2 separate regions of the Mus musculus genome follow, and region 2 is linked to region 1. The links are chromatin contacts, called in public promoter capture Hi-C maps. All regions are on one chromosome and are shown on one strand. The core of a region is the stretch at or near the end of the contact, and the rest is flanking DNA. Distances in the headings are between cores, read along the strand shown.

The links. Promoter capture Hi-C pulls out the DNA fragments that hold promoters and counts their contacts.
Region 2: a promoter capture Hi-C map of hippocampal neurons shows a contact between it and region 1, with 3 times the contacts expected there. The contact joins two enhancer-like sites. A contact is called at or near these places in 12 of 39 promoter capture datasets (the 3T3-L1 cell line, 3T3-L1-derived adipocytes, the C10 cell line and 6 more), 1 of 15 datasets of contacts at CTCF or cohesin (the NIH/3T3 cell line), 2 of 484 Hi-C or Micro-C datasets (liver and nephron progenitors) and 12 of 115 datasets of contacts at active chromatin or transcription factors (the 230-238 cell line, the NIH/3T3 cell line, the SCID.adh cell line and 4 more).

Annotation. Positions count from the first base shown.
Region 1 is chr12:31,506,852-31,510,772 of GRCm38.p6, forward strand. The region is part of intron 1 of Gm40362 (a long non-coding RNA gene); the gene reads left to right. Among named protein-coding and RNA genes, the nearest start is that of Gm40362, 9.2 kb to the left of the region's middle. Within about 2 kb of position 1,805, at least 13 of the 459 cell types and tissues checked have an H3K27ac peak or open chromatin away from gene starts, as enhancers often do. A contact at or near this core is called in hippocampal neurons, where this site is marked.
Region 2 is chr12:31,771,761-31,775,681 of GRCm38.p6, forward strand. All of the region lies in intron 7 of Cog5 (component of oligomeric golgi complex 5), which reads left to right. Among named protein-coding and RNA genes, the nearest start is that of Gpr22, 60 kb to the left of the region's middle. Within about 2 kb of position 1,886, at least 15 of the 459 cell types and tissues checked have an H3K27ac peak or open chromatin away from gene starts, as enhancers often do. A contact at or near this core is called in hippocampal neurons, where this site is marked.

The DNA.
Region 1 (3,921 bases), core at 555-3,054:
TTTGTTTTTGTTTTTGTTTTCCCGAGACAGGGTTTCTCTGTGTAGCCCTGGCTGTCTGTCCTGGAACTCACCCTGTAGACCAGGCTGGCCTCGAACTCAGAAATCCGCCTGCCTCTGCCTCCCAAATGCTGGGATTAAAGGCGTGCACCACCACTGCCCGGCAAATGCCGCCTTCTTCTTCTTCTTCTTCTTCTTCTTCTTCTTCTTCTTCTTCTTCTTCTTCTTCTTCTTCTTCTTCTTCTTCTTTTCTTCTTCTTCTTCATTTTTTAAGATTTATTTATTTGCTTTATGTATGTGAGTACACTGTAGCTGTCTAAGGACACACCAGAAGAGGGCATCGGATCCATTACAGATAGTTGTGAGCCACCACGTGGTTGCTGGGAATTGAACTCAGGACCTCTGGAAGAGCAGCCAGTGCTCTTAACCGCTGAGCCATCACTCCAGCCTGCATTCTTTTCTTAAGCAGTAATGGTGCATGAGTTGTTAGAGATGCATACTGATGAAGTCAGGATAGAATATAATGACACAGCAGCCACCTACAGCATCAGCAAGGTATAGGTAAGGCAGTCATAGCTGTGTGTTTATGGTGGCTGTACTGATGTGTAATCTTCATGTTAAAGACTGAACTTTTATGGCTTTCCCAAATCTGAATGTTGATATCTTCACACCCAGCTTTAAAAAGTTATTTATTATTACATGTGTGCATGAACCTCAGGTCATGTATGGAAGCTAGAGAACAATTTGTAGAGTAAGTCGGTTCTCTTTCCACTCTAATGTGGCTTCTAGGGATCAAACTCAGGTCTCCAGGGCTGAAAGGCAAGTAAGAACCTTTACCCACTAAGCCATCTTGCCATCCCCAACGTCCAGTTTTATGGTATTATAAGACTTCCAGTGGGTGATTAGCATTAGATTCAGGCACGTAGGTGGAGATAAACAAACTGCTTCCTTGGAAACCTGTTGGTGTTTGAGTCTCATCTCCAGGGCACTAAAGCACACCACCATCTGCTTGCCTCCCTTATACAGATACATAATGCTGGCTTCTTTAATTGCACAGGTGACTTGCTGCTGTAGAGCTGTGGGTACAGTGGTGAGAGTTTGGCTCTGCAGTGTCTCTCTGACTGATCTTGGAAACTTCCCAAACGTCTCCTTGTCTTAAGTCTCTTTGTCTTTCAAGTAGAGATGATCGTCTCGGTCTGCAGGGGACTTTAGGAAGTGAAATTGACCAGTGACTTTAACTAGCCATAGTCCCCATCATTTCCTTTCTCAGGTAAATAAAAAATTTCTAGACTCAAACCTGTTTAAGGAGATAATGTCCACTAGGTGGCACCAGCCCATGGGTAAATAAAATATCCCAAGATTCTGTAGTCAAAAAATTGGAAATTATAAGGAAACAAAACTGCAGTAGTACTAATTAATGTTCGTATCTACATATAAGTTTTCTGTACTCTCCCCCCAAACTAAGACGGTAAAGCATAAGACAGTAAAGTTTTGTTCTGATTTGTGACTCAAGGCCCCTGTGTGGATACAGTTATCCTTGGGCTTGTGTTTTGCAGAAACCTTCTTGGTTTTTGTTTTTTGGGTTTTGTTTGATGTTTATTTTGCTGATAAGGTATGATTTGGAAAAGTCCCCTCTTGAAAACCAGTGGTTTTTGTATAGCCGTTGTCTTTCCTGATTACTCCTTTACTCGGGATTTACTGACTGTTTGCTGTGTGTCTGACACTGTTGCAGGCCCTGTGATAGAACTCTGGCTAGGTACGATACTGCTCCAGATGCACGGACAGGTTGTGATGACAGAGTTAGCAGGCGGGCACCCAGGACAGTGACTGGGGAGACTTCATGAGTCAGACCCTCTGACTGTGCTGCTGCGGTCACAGTCAGAACCTTGCCAGCTTACTCAAATGCTGTTTTCTCATGCTCTCCACAATCCTCCTTCCAACACAGCATCTCAGAATTGCTGAAATGGTGACCCTCTCCCCCTTGGGAGAAAACAACTGCTTCTTGTGTTCCCAGCTTTCACCCTCTACCCACTATTAAGCTTTGCAGCCTCTAGAAACTTGCTTTCATTTATTTTTGGTTTGCCTTTGAGGAAGGATCTCTTTGTGTAGCCCCTAAGCTGACCTCAAACTCATGTTTCTCCTGCCCTCACCTGCCTTTTTTTGGGATTATAGTATCACATCTATTTTGTAACTTGCTTCCTAGTGGGGTAAAACTGACACTGTTCACACAACAATTTCGGACAGGTTCTATGCTCTGAAGTGCTTAGAGCAGGTCATGTAGGGTAAAGCACAGACCATGCTTAGAGTAGAGCACTGTGGCATAGAGCAGCCATGGCACAGGATGGCGAATGCATATGTATGCTCTGGGCAGAGAATGTCTTGTTGGGAAGATGCGACCTGGGAAATAAGAAATCCATAGTCTTTGCTTAAAAACTTCAAGAAGTTAGGTTAGAGGAAGAGCTAAGTGCAAAGGTGTTGAAGGACGTGGCTGCTGAAAGGACAGAGCGATGCTAGTGTGCCTAGAATCTTATGATTTCCTGAGGGCTGGCTGGGGAAATGACTTCCGGGAGGAGAGGTGCCCATGCACTAACAGATTTGGCTCAGAACAGAATGATGAACTTAACACAGGAAAGGAGTGGAACTTCTTGCACAAATAGAGGGGCTTCCTTGATGGGAGCTGAAACACCTACCTTACAGTTCCTTTCCTTAGTTTAAAGAATTTTTCTCTCCATTTTCTCATTCCATCTGATTATTTCTTCTCTTCTACTTTCCGCACCACCCTTTAGTTAAGCTTGTCTGCAGGGCTCGTGCAGAGTACTCTTATAGTTGTCTATGAAATATTTTCCTGTAGCAGTCTTATTCAGCCTAGAGCCCTAGACTGCACACTCTCCTCTCCATCTCCCAAATTCACATCTCCCCTGGCTTTTTAATTTAGCTGTTGTAATGGTTTCAATAGGTGTGGCCCCCATAGCCTCATGTGTTTGAATACTTGCTCCATAGGGAGTGGCACTATTTCGGGGATATGGCCTTGTTGAAGGAAGTATATCACTGTAGGGGCAGGCTTTGAGATCTCCTGTGCTCAAGCTATGCCCAATGTGGCTCACTGTCTCTTCCTGCTTCCTGTGGATCAAGATAGAGAACTCTCAGCTCCTTCTCCAGCACCATGTTAGCCTGGATGCTGCCATGCTTTCCACCATGATGACAATGGACTGAGCCTCTGAACTGTAAACCAGCCCCACCTAAATGTTTTCCTCTGAAAGAGTTGCCTTGGTCATGGTGTCTCTTCACAGCAATGGGAACCCTATCTAAGATAGCTGCTCTTTTGTTTTTGTTTTTGTTTGTTTAGTTTGGTTTTTCAAGACAGGGTTTCTCTGTGCAGCCCTGGTGGTCCTGGAACTCACTTTGTAGACCAGACTGATCTTGAATTTAGAGATCCTCCTGCCTCTGCATCCCAAATGCTGGAATCAAAGGCATGCACACACACACACACACACACACACACACACACACACACACCCCAGGTCTTTTAGTTGCTTACTTGACACTTTATTTGTATAAACACATCTTTAACTTAACACACCCAAAATGAGGATTTAAGGTTTTTGAGTCCCCTACCCTTCTGAAACAGACAAACTGAAGCACGGGGCTCTCTGGAGATAGTCATGGTACGTAAAGTGTCATGCTCAACGTTATTTGTGCTCTCTAAGATTTCTGGTTCTTCTCTTTCAGAACATTTGAAAGATTATATTTATGTGTGTCCTTTCCTTTAGTTCCAGAAATAGGAATGGAAACCCTGTGTTGCCCCTTCCCCTTCCTTCCAGATCTGCTTGCTTCCATGAATACCGATGTGGTCATGTGCTGAAATGTGGATATCTAAGATTAAAATAGCCTGGAGTGCTGGGGCAGGGCATGGAGGAGCCCTAT
Region 2 (3,921 bases), core at 636-3,135, 260 kb after region 1:
GCTTTTAGCCACTAAGCTATCTCTTAAGCTCATTTAAAAAAATTTTTTTTTAATTTTATTTTATGATTTTTGGGTATTTTGCCTGTATATATGTCTGTATACCACATTCATTGCCTTGGATGTCAGAAGAAGGTGCAGATCCCCTGAAACTGGAGTTACAGATGATTGTGAACTGCCATGTAGGTTCTGACCATCAACTGTGGCTCCTTTAGAAGAGCAGCCAGTTCTCTGATTCACTGAGTTGTCTCTCCAACCACTGTTTTCTTTTCTTTTTCTTTTTTAATTTGCTTAAGTGTGTGGCTGTAACCCTAAAACAGAGGTCCTAAACACTGGTCGAAGAATCAGATATGTCTTCCTAGTGAGTGGTCAAGAGAAACACTAGAGATTACAGAATAAACACAAAACAACAACAAAAAAAGCAGATGACTTAGAACACCAAACGTACTGAAAAAGGACTACTAAGAATTAAATGCAGACCAAATAAATCTGGTGTGTGCAGGGAACCAAAGGCTATCATACTAAGCTTAACCTGGAGATAGGGAAAAATGATAAAATCATATGGAGGGAGGATACAGGATTTCTTAGAAGCAAGACCATTGGAAAATTCTGGGTGCTAAGTGGAGCTGATGAGAGCATGCTGACAGCAGGCAGCATGGATATTAAAGGAAGTCCAGACGGTGATAGAAAGCAGAGAGTAAAAGCTGAGAGGACGATCATTCAGAGTAACTGATGGGAGAATTGTGGTTCACCGTGTGCTTTTGTACATACATTTTACTGGAGCACTGCCAAGCTAATTTAACTGCAGACTGTCTAAGGCTGTGGCCCCTGATACAGCAGCAGAAGGCAGTATTTATGATGGAGGTAGCATAACCTATGACGTGTCAATCACTTAGGATTTGGCTCTTTACATTACTTCTGGTATTAGGTGATTGTCAAGTTTCATATGTGAACAGCATACCTGTAACGGCTACAAAATGCAGGAAAAGATGAGTGTGATGACTCTGGGGTGTGGGGGGTGTGTACGAGTGTGCACGCACACACGCTCACTCACACACATGCATACATTTAGGTCATGGGACATGGGGCAGGAGAGGTTGTTTAATTCCCTGGAGCTAGAGTTACACGTGGTTGATAATTGTTTAACATGGATTCTGAGATCCAAACTAGGGTGATCTGCAAAAGAAGCAAGCACTCCATGACTGGTTTTTACTATTCGTAGTTTCAAGATCATTGCAGTGTATACTTGAAACAATGCAGGTGACCATTTCAGTGACCTTACCTGGCATCTAGCCTACCTTCCTTTTAGGATAATGGGTTAGGTCTTTATTGTCATTTTTGACAGATGGTGTTACCTTTGTGCTTAGTGTTACAGCCTGAATGGCACTTCAATTGTGGAGTCAGTTGTGCTAAGGTCTAGGGTCCTCATACGGTCTGGGACCATGTTATATTTTCTTTTAAAACTTATTTTTTTAGAAAATGTACATAAACAATTTGATCTTTCTTTTTGTTTTTCTTTAGTCAATTGTACATTATCCATGTTTAGGTTGATATAGCCTGCTAGCTTACTAAATCATTACCATACCATTTCTATTTTCAAAATCATAAATCTTGTAGGTACATAGAAACTGTTATGTCTCTCTGTGTATAAAAAAACCCCATAAACATATGTAAGTAAACTTCCAAAGTCAGCAGTTTTATTTCACATGAATAAGCCTTACAGTAAAGACGTAATTCTATATGCAAGTGATTTATAGTGGTATTACTGATACTTGACAAAAACTTGGGAAGGACTGGCATGCTTTCTGTGCGGTGGTGTGTGATAGATCTCAGTATTAGGGCAAAACTGCATAGAAGTCTCCGTCTCAGATGTGGGGAAGATCTGCCAGCCATCTTCAATCTTTTATTCTCTGCTGTTGACCCTCAGAGAGAAAATAGTATTTCAGCAGGCTCCATTACTTCAAGCTTTAAAACTAGCTTTCAAAAATAGGTGATGGAGATTTTGATCTGGATGAGTTCCTGCATCACCATAGATACCCGGCCCCCACAGGGAAACGATGACATTTTAATTAGCAAGATGGGTTTAACTTGTGAATTACAAGCTTTCCCAGCAAACAAGCACAGGGCTGGTGGAGGCTCTGGGAGGGTGAAGGAAGATAATGTTTGTGTCTTCAGAGGTCATCATCTGTACTCAGTTCTTTCAGGGCCTAGGACCTGGTCCTAGAGACCACAACTGAACAGCCTCACACTTGCCCTGTATCCCCAAGGCAGGAACCTCCTTGGTTAAGTCTGGGGTCCTGGTGGGTATCAGTTTTCAAACAACAGTCCTGTAAGAGTGCCCCCCAGTCAGGGTTCTGAACACAACTGTGTAGGACTATAGGCCATCAGAGAACAATTGCAGGGCTCACAGTGTGCACTCAGGCTCTCTGCTTACTTTGTGACTGAAAAGTCTGGTATTTGTCTTGAATAAATTCTCAGAGTTAACCAGTTTCTTAAGCTCTTAAAATAAATTGCTGGAAGTGTTAAACACAGTAGCATATATACTAAACATAGAAACAATATACTTCAGCAGGCAACTTTAAAACATGTTCTCCTCTCTTACATGGGACCTGATGAACATATTGTGATGTCCTTTTAAACATTATTTGTGACCATCTTTCTCCTTTGATTCCTAGTTTTGGTGACCACTATTCCCTTAGGTTCTGAGAGTGGACTTTTCAGCTCACACGAATGAGTGAGCCTGTGCATGTAGAGTCTGCCTTCAGTGTTTGCTTGGTTAAACACTGCCAATGGTGCTCTATCCGCTTGACGGCTGAGTAGGTTTGTGTTATATGTGCCACGGTTTATTCACTTGTCTACTGGTAGGTGCCTAAATTGTTTTCAATACTGTTGTTATTGTGACTAGTAATAAATAAAATTTGCACATAATTTTGTATTTATAGTGATTTTATCTCATTGAATGCATATGTGGGAGTGAAATCACTAGATGATAGAGTAGTTCTTTTTTAAGGATTTTTTTTGCTTTCTATTGCTCTTTCAAGAAGAGTTGTGTTTGCTAGGTATCCCGCCTTGTTACTCTCTCCTCCTTAGTTTTAGAGCCTGGCCTCACTGTCCATGGCCCTGTGCTTCTGGCCCCAGGCTTCAGCACTCTACCTGCCTTCACCCTTCATAGGCGTGGGTGTGGATGGCTGTGCCTAGCTTTTTTCTTGGATGCCTGGATATAAACTAGGTCTTCAATGTAATATAGCCAGTACTGTTAACACTGCATGTCTTTCTAGCTTACAAGTTTGATTTCTTTTGAGAAACAGTCCATCTCTAAAGTTCTGGCTAGCCTTGAAGTCACTTTGTGTAGCTCAGATAAGTTCCAGTCTCCTGAGTCCTGAGATTACTGGGTGTACCACTAAGCCTGACTTTGATTTTACTTTTCTGATATATATGTATATTTGTGTGTTAATACATGTGTATAAGCCGGGCGTGGTGGCGCACACCTTTAATCCCAGCACTTGGGAGGCAGAGGCAGGTGGATTTCTGAGTTCGAGGCCAGCCTGGTCTACAGAGTGAGTTCCAGGACAGCCAGGGCGCACAGAGAAACCCTGTCTTGAAAACCAAAAACCAAAAACCCAAAAAACAAAAAAACAAACAAAAACCCCATGTGTCTAGATGCATGTGTGTACACATTGAGGCCAAGTCAGGTGTCTTCCTTGACAGTTCTTCACATTGTTTTCAAGAGCCAATCTCTTACTGAACATGGTGCTTGCAGATTCAGCGAGGCTGACTTGCCAACGACCTCCGGGGCTCCTTCTGTCTCTAAGTAGTGCTGGGATTATAGGTGCCCCACCACACCTGCCTTTTATGTGAGCCTGTGAACTAAACTCAGGTTCTCAGGCCCGTGCAGCAGGGACTTTGATCACTGAACCGTCTCAC